Regions from separate parts of the Mus musculus genome. Here region 1 is linked to region 2. A link is a contact called in public HiChIP or PLAC-seq data. All regions are on one chromosome and are shown on one strand. Each heading gives the region's core, a stretch centred on a gene start, on an enhancer-like site or on the middle of the called end of the contact. The rest is flanking DNA. Distances are from core to core; before and after follow the strand shown.

What was found. HiChIP or PLAC-seq counts read pairs in DNA pulled down with a chosen protein or histone mark.
Region 1: a contact with region 2 is called in an H3K27ac HiChIP or PLAC-seq map of heart atrium, with 6 read pairs. The contact joins the enhancer-like site here to the promoter of Rbfox1 in region 2. A contact is called at or near these places in 1 of 39 promoter capture datasets (liver), 4 of 484 Hi-C or Micro-C datasets (the HL-1 cell line, cerebellum and liver), 2 of 115 datasets of contacts at active chromatin or transcription factors (embryonic stem cells and heart atrium) and 2 of 9 other capture datasets (adipose tissue and pancreatic islet).

What each region holds. Positions count from the first base shown.
Region 1 is chr16:7,138,124-7,142,442 of GRCm38.p6, reverse strand. All of the region lies in intron 1 of Rbfox1 (RNA binding protein, fox-1 homolog (C. elegans) 1), which reads right to left. Among named protein-coding and RNA genes, the nearest start is that of Rbfox1, 70 kb to the right of the region's middle. Within about 2 kb of position 1,327, at least 8 of the 459 cell types and tissues checked have an H3K27ac peak or open chromatin away from gene starts, as enhancers often do. A contact at or near this core is called in heart atrium, where this site is marked.
Region 2 is chr16:7,068,515-7,072,795 of GRCm38.p6, reverse strand. Rbfox1 (RNA binding protein, fox-1 homolog (C. elegans) 1) reads right to left here and starts at 2,961. Exons shown (of 13, transcript NM_183188.2): 1 at 2,711-2,961. The coding sequence starts at 2,797.

The DNA.
Region 1 (4,319 bases), core at 78-2,577, 71 kb before region 2:
CCTTGGGACTGACTTAGCAGCAAGTGAACAGTTAAAAAGAAAGGGGGGGGGAATAGCCCTTTTTGTGGGAGTTTTAAGACTGTAATGGTTCCAGTTTTATTTCTTATGAAGCTTGGGAATTTGGTAAGTCAGTTGTACAACTCAGTGTCCACATTACAATTATGGGGTTAATAACACAATTTCCAATGGAGATACAGTTGGCTCAATAAACTAAGGAATGCTGATTGAATGCTTAGGTCAGTATGCCTGGACCACAGGTATCACCTAGTACAGATTAACTATCACTTGAACATTTGCTGAAAGAAATCCTATGAAGGTGACCATTATATGTTAACAATTATCAAATGCCACTCCTCTATATGGCATAATCTACTATTACCACCACCACCACTATCATCATGGAAAATAGCAAGAGTGATGTTGCTCTAAGTGTGACTGAAGTTACCCACGTGCCCAGCTCTTCCCTTGATCACCTTGGGAGAGATGGGCCAGCTCAGACAATAGGCAGTATCCCCCTTATTACTGACTCATATTGAGCAGCCCCTCATGCCATTTAAGACATTGCCGTAACTTCGTTTTTCCACACTTCATTTTCTCTATTGCCCAGTCCGTGCCATATCAAAGCCAAGGCTCTAAAAGAGAAATTTCATAGCTCCTGACCTTCAGTGAGGAATGCCCAGGAGCAAAGGATGAATGAAACATGACAACGTCTCATGAATTTTTCTAGAAAACCTAACTTTCAATGAAAATGAGGAGGGGTAGACAGGTCAAGGGAACAGCCAGAGATGGAAGTCGCAACTGGCAGCAATTGGATTACATACATAGCCCGTGACTCTTTATTAAGACCATCCAAACGAATGTAATATATATTACGCACACATACATATTCAACACACACTTCTACTGCTTAGGAGGGTGGAAGATAATGGAAACGAGGAACAGTTGGCAATAACTTTTCAATGCAATTGTGTTCACGGAGCCGCGTGTTGTTTTCTGCATTCTGCAACAATGGGGAAAGGGGAAAGAAATGTCATTCTCTAACCACTAGAAATAAATACTTGTGTTATATTCTGTTCACTCTGCAATGAATAAAACAGGCATGCGGGTTTATAATATCAATTCGCAGGGCTCTTTCTGCTCCAGTGAGCTGTTACTGAACGGTTCAGAACAAAGCTACAGGCTGATCGGACGCAGGCCCTCTAACAGGGTTGACATTAGGCTCAGCCTGATAAGAACGCATCAGAGGCTCTCTCGTTCTTCAGGCCCTGTGATCACAGCAGCCAGAGACTGAGAGGTCCTGCTGCCCCCCAGAAACTGATCACAGGCTTGTTCTGCTGATCTACTTATAGCGACAACAGCAGCTCAGCCTTATCAGGCGAGGCTGAGAAGTTGGGGCAATCTGGTGCTGGCAGCACATTTAAACATGAAGCAAAGTGAAGTAGAGCTTAAGGGTGAGCTTGGGGCGCCAAACCCCAGGGAACACACAGTGAGTTCCCTGCAAGCAAGGGAAGATGACCTTAAACATGCCCAGCACTGGTCATAGGCTGGAGTGCTGGGCTAAATACGAACGAGAAGGTAAGCCGACGACCAGATTTCCCCTCTCCCTACCTCCTAACTATGGATGTAATGTGACTAGCTGACTCATGCTCCTGCTGCTATGAGAACCCCAACACCATGAACTCAAACTATGAGGCAAAACAGACCTTCCCTTTCTTCGATTCCTTTTGCTAAACACTCTCTCACAGCAATGAGAAAAATAACTTCTGCGGCCAGAGCATCAGCTAACCCCAGAGTTGCGACGTATCTACCAGAGCATGCAGAGCAGCTGTGGGCATGCAAATACGCCCCAACTCAAGCACAATGGCCAGCAGCAGACAGACTCCTATGGCAAATGGCAACTCTGACCACCCATCCAGCCCTGATGAGCTTAGAGTATCAACATCAGCTCTTAGGCACAGCTATCTAATTTCTCCACCCAGTGAGTGTTAGTGAGCAATGGGAGAGATTCAGGAGCTGAGAACCAAGACTCGGAAGCAAATCAGACTCACCCACGAGGTCTTATGGATATTTATGGGATAATTTCTAGAGGTGCCAAGTTTATGTCTATTCATCTAGACACAATGACAGTATTAAATGGCTTCCTGTATTTCCAGAAGACAAATCTTAACTTTTTAAACTTTAAAATGAATACAGTTACACTATTTAAGTCTCTGCTTTTACTGGCTCCTATACATCACCAGAGCTGAGCACCATATATCGCAGTAAATACAGTTGGGGGAAAAACAAAACCCTAAACAATCTATGTTTACATCAGTTGATTCCAGCACTACTTGCAAAAAGATTGTTAATAGGAATTTCTTACTACTGATGCTGTAGCAAAGAATGTATAGGTACTGATGTCTGAGCGGTCCTCCAGTTCAAATTTTGTGGTAGCATGAGAGGAAATTACCAGCATACACCTGTCTAAAGCAAGGGATCCCCAACTTTATTTTCCATAAAGAGGTAGCGAGTAGATATTCCAGACACTGCAAGTATAACCTATTTTGCCACTATGTAGTCCTGCTATTACAGCACAAAAGCAGTCATCATTTATCTACAAGGAAGCAGACACAACTGGCTTCCCATTCAACTGCTTAGGAAAATGTCTGTGTGCCAGCTGTGGCCCGAGGGCTATGTCTGTTCACCTCTGTTCCAGGAGAAAGACCTTCAGTGTACTGGACCTTCAGTGAGGAGACAGAATCTGTCAGGGTGTGCAAGGTGCTTCAAAATCAGTGCAGCTGCCATGTTGTCATTGAGCCCATGAATAAGCACTGTGCTACCCTGAGGCTTAGCAGGAAAGGCAATGGATAAGCTGTCATGTTCTGCCTGCTCACATCCACACACTTTCCTCTGGTTTTGGTTGGACTCTGCAATTGCATTACATAAAAAAGTAAATGCATGCGACACAGTATGAGTCCTTTCTCCAAACATTTCGAGGTATTAGAGTGAAGGGATATGATTCACAATGACCATACAAGCCTGTCATTGTGATTTGCTATTCTGTGGTATTCTGTGCATAAGCATATATACACATACATACACGCATGCATGCATACACACACACACACACACACACACACACACACCTCACCCAAGCCCAGTGACAATGAAACCTATCCTTTCCTCGCCAGTAAATCTATTAGTGGTCTTCCTAAAGTAGGTATGGCCTGAATAATAACACCTTTTGTAAGAAAATGGCTTGGTGAGAATGTGAGGTTTTAGACTTTGCTCAGTTCAAGAGAAGGAGGGGCACTGTGAACTATCAGGGTGGGCTGGCAGACAATAGAAACATAAGGGACCTTAAGAGGTTGTCAAGACAGAGTCAGAGAGACAATTGAAAATAGGACAATAGTGGCTTTGATAATGGAGGAGGATCCACTAGACCATCGACTTCTGGAGCAGGAGAAGGCAAGACAGAGACTCTTCAAGCATGCAGAAGCATCCAACTTTATGGATGATTTGATTTTACCCCAGTGATACTCATTTCATTATTTTGAAAGAGTGAAATAGATGTTTTAAGCCAGGATATTGATAGCACTTTGCAATAGGATCATGTAGGTGCTGCTAAACAACATGTGACATGGCTGAGTGCCATTTTCAAACTTGCTATGAGAGACGGTGAAACTATGAATTCTGGGAAATGTTATTTTCCTCTTCATTTTATTTCTTCTGACTCCTTTAGATATGATAATATAAAGTGAATTATTTGTCCTGGTTGTGTGTGTGTGTGTGCGCGCGCGTGTGCATGTGTGTGTGTGTGTGTGTGTATAAGCCAAAGAACAGCTTTGATTGTCATTCTTCAGGATGTCATCCATTTTAGATATTGTTTTCTATTTCTGATTGATTTTCTATGTCAGGGGGTACACATGCCACAGCACATACACTGAGGTTAGAAGCCAACATGTGGGTGTCACTTCTCTCTTTCTATTATGTGGGTTCCAGGGACAGAACTCAAGTGCTCAGGCTTGGTGGCAAACACCTCGTCTAGACAAGCCCTATTACCAGCCCCTACCTTTTGTTGTCTGATCACTGGGCTAAAGCTTGCTAAGTAGGCTAGGCTGACTGGCCACCGAGCCCCACTGATCTCATTATCTCCATGTCCCTAGTTCTGGGAGTAAAAGTATGTGTCACCATGCTTGATTCATTTTTGGTGGGTTCAGGGAATGGAACTCAAGGTTTTGCATGGCAGACACATAACTGACTGAGCCTTTGCACTGGGCTCTGTTTCTTCCATTTAGAATAGCATGTCATCCTCTGGTACACAATTTGAAACAGGGAAA
Region 2 (4,281 bases), core at 1,712-4,211:
TTACTACTGTGAAAACCATTCTACCTGGTTTAGCATGATTGTCTATGTAGTTAGAGGAAAGCAAAGCAAAGCAAAACAAACAAAATGCTTGTCTTATTTGTCTGTTTACTCCATAAGTTTAGTTTACTCCATAAAATAAAGGGTGCCCTGGATACGATATAGTGACACTGGTTTTCCAGAGAAACAGAAAGTAGGAATGGAAATCCCATGTTAACTATGGGACTGACTTTAAAGAAGAGGCCATGAGAGGGACCTCACTAGACACGTAAGGACACATCTGTAGGTACTGACTGTAGCATGAGTCAGGTACTCTCTTAAAACTTAAAAAAAATGCAAATTATTTTTTCTTTAACTGCAGAAAAATTAAGCCACACTGGCCTGAATTTCAAAAGTGTCTCAGGCAGCAATTCAAAAAGGAACATCTTTGGCCACAGAACTGTTGGCTGTTGAGTTTAGAAAGACTGTGAAATTGTGAACAGCATCTCAAGCAGCTCGCCAGTGGCCCTTGCACATAACCATTCATGCTGTTCCCAACTATGCAGGCACAAGGGATCCTAGCAAAGATGAGTCCATAGTCCTCTTCATTTTCTTGTCTTGCTGGAATCACTAAGTTGCTAAAGAAATCTGAATCCTGGCAAAAGGGCCTTTATTCCTGACTCGGGGTGAAACTCCTCAAGCTAAGGGCCAAGGTAGCTAGGGCAGGAAGTGCAAGCTGAAAGGTAAAGAGGCACTAGAATTTCCTACCTATTCTATCATACCACATCCTTTCCTTAAGAACAAAACTGCAATGGGAGGGGGTTTAGTTTCTTTGAGCCTCCACAAAGCAGCAAGAAGGCTAGCACCTTCATGTGCACAGCCTTGCAGTGTGCTCTGTGTGGAGGAGAGGGGAAGGGTGCAGTGGGTCCCAGTAGCTCATCGGAGGCTCCTCACTGACACACACAGAAGGACTTGTAGGTCACTAGTTCAGAAGTTTCCTTTTGGGAAACAAATGAGAATGGATCAGGTTAACATTTGCAAGTAAAATAACTTGCTCCATTCCACACTAACCAGTTATGTTTCTTGAACATTTTGCCAAAGAGGAAGAAATAGTGCCTTCCCAGCTTTGCAGTTGGTTCTAGCGTCTTCTCATCTATCATTGGGGTAATACGTTCAGAGTGGCATTTTGTAATGACAGAAACATCCCAGCAAATCGATAGTTATTTAATTCCCAACAAGCTCTCGAGTCCATTAAACCTGATTACATTCACCCATTTCTGTGGGTGCCGTTATTCTCCTGCACCAGCACTTAATCTATAACAGGAACTTATGAGAACTTTCAAAAGCAATTTCAGCATCAATCAGCACGGACTGAAATGAGCGATTTGCTTGTAATTATTTATCGGATAGGGCAGCACAGGGGCCGACAAAACTCCAGCCTTTGACCTTCACCCCAAATTTCCAACAGAAGCCAAAAGCACTGTTACTCTGCTTCACCTTCAAGTCCTAAGTTTCATGTCACCATCTGGCCACAAGTTCCCTTCCTTGGTGCCAGGGCCATTCTCTGCTGGTCTATTTACCTATAACATAGAAGTGTAGCAATAGTATCCATACATCTAGGGTAATTGGCAGTTCTGATGCTATCGGGATTGACGTCTGGGTGCATTCTGCCACCCAGCTTCTGACAGTTAATAGAAGGTCACAGTCACAGTCACAGTCAAAGAATAAAAAGAATATTTGTTCAATCCTCCACAGAAGTCGTCATTAATGAATTAGAGTTTTGTAGAACTCTCAGAGAGGGCTGGGTGGGAGTGGGGCTACAGGAAAAAAAGCTAAAGTGTTGTACTGCATATATTTAATTTTCCTTTCCCATAGAAAGGAGATTTAGGATTTATTACTTAGGGTTGCTTATTTCTAAAGAACAGCAACAAATAGCCACTTGCTTCCTACAATGACCCACTTCTATCACAAGTGGATGTTGGCTTCCCAGAGAACTGCAGGCGTACACCCAGAAGCAGTGGGTTTGAGTGACAGCAAGGAGGTACAATAAGGCAAAGAAACAGGTCCAATTTCTCGCTAGCACACAAACCTCTCGGTACACAGAATAATAGCCTTAGCAGTCAAAACAACAGGCATCCTAACTTCTCCCCAGCTGCCGAGAATACAAACAGTTGGCATCGAATTTGCAGAATAACCTCTGAACTTCCTAGCGAGACCATTCTCAGTGTACCCTCTTGTTTGTGGGTCGCCTCTCAGATTTGCAAGGGGAAGCTTCTCTGCAAACAACAACCTGTGTGGGGTGTCCTCAGCAGCACTCTGTATTTCCTGCCCTTCTGTTTCCGGGGTTAAAGCCTTTAAGCAAGCCATATCATGATAAGTTACTGAGCCTCATGATCTGCTCTGGGAGACCCAGTCCCTCAGAAAGCTAGGGAAGAGAGCAAATCTTTTGCCCCCTGGTCAACCTCCCGAAGCAAAGGCATGAATGTTAAACAGCACCCAGATCAATACAAGCAAATACAGCTCAACTACACCATTTATTCATCCATGAGAGATGTCAATAGCCAGATTAAGGTGATCCATCTTTTTGATTTCCTACTGTCTTTCCTTTGACTACACGAGGGCTTTTTTTTCTCTTCCTGTATTAAAAGTGTTTGCTTTCTCAACCATAAAAATTCCAATTATTACTTAGAGCATTCTGGAGTTAAGTTGCTTGCTGGCAAAAGCCATGAATTACCTGCATCAGTCCCGGGAAGTAGGGGGCAGCAGGCACAATCATGGGCACGCCATAAGAATGCAGAAGGACTCCTTGCGACGCCAACATGCTTTAAATGGAGGCTTTATTCCCTCCAAGGCTGAACACATCAATAGAGAGTTAGAGGGGGAAAGAAATCTATAGACCCAACTTCTTCTCAACTACAAAGCCGAGAGCCAAATCACTTCTGTCAGGAGCCAAGTGCTCATCCACAGGCAGCGGAGAGGGAAAGGAAACAAAACCCTGCATCAGCAACTCTTAATGTGAAAGTTTTCTTCCCAGACAAGGAAGGGACGCGGCAGCTGCAGGGTCGGTCGGAGCTACCAAAATGGAAGGAGCTATTTTGGGAGCAGCTCGCCCAACATGACTAACCAAATACTCTTCATTAATTTAGTTCTCAGACCAAGGGAGATGGAGTGACAGGGAATCAGGCGAAAAGAGAAGGCATTTGTCCTGAGGAACTGGGCCAAATTGCAAGGGGCTGGGTCTGCATGAGATTTTTAGAGAGAATAAGTAATAGAAATGTGTAAGCTTACATGACAATCAGTTGCAACTTAAAGAACTTAAACATTTACCCACATAAAAATCATCACCAGAGCCTAGACTTCAGTTCTAAATTGCAACTGGTTGTTATGTGAGTTTGTATACTACCATATAAGCCTGAGGACTGGAATTTGGATCTCCAGTGCCTATGTAAGAAATCAGGCAATGTGTCACACATTCCTAGCACTGGGAAAACAGAGACAGGAGAATGCAGGGTCTCAACTGTCGAGCCAGCATAGCCAAACAGAAACTTCCATGTACAGTGGTTTAGTGGAAGACCCTCTCTCAAAGCGTAAGTAAAAAGCAATAAAGAAAGATACCTGGAGGTCACCCTTTGAACACAGCACATACATTTTCACACCTATACCCATTCCGCCACAGTTATGAACAAAACCAAAAACAACCAAACAAATAAGAACAACAACAACCATAACAACAACACTCAAATCTAGCAGGTTCATGTGGGTAGCTGATCAAAAATTATCTAAGAATACTCAGTATGTGGTGGATAGCCTCTATAATCCTAGAACTCAGAAAGTTGGTATAGAAAAATTGGGAGCTCAGCTGTATAGCAAACTTAAGGCCAGCCTGAGCTACATGAAACTGTCTCAAAACAGTGGGCTCACTTTCCACCCCTTCTTCACCCAATTTCAGTTTGAAAAGGCAATTCATGAGTAACAAAATAATAGCTGAAATCTGAGTAAATTAGCTTTGTGGGTTATTGAGCTCCATTCTTCCACATCTCGGATGCAGGGGCTAATTCCCAGACCCAGGAAGCAAAGTGGTACCCAACAGGAATCCAGACTCACACTAGGCAGCCACTTTGCAGCTAGTAGGAAGCAGTGTTGAGTTTAAACCGCCCCCCCACACACACACAATCACTAGGTAAGTTGTCTAGCTGGCATTGCACTGTGAGATGTGATCTAGAAATGTGCCACAGAGTAGGTGCAGACTTGCTGGTGCTGTGTTTCATCTGTGAAGGGATTTTATATAGCTGGTATGTGTATCTT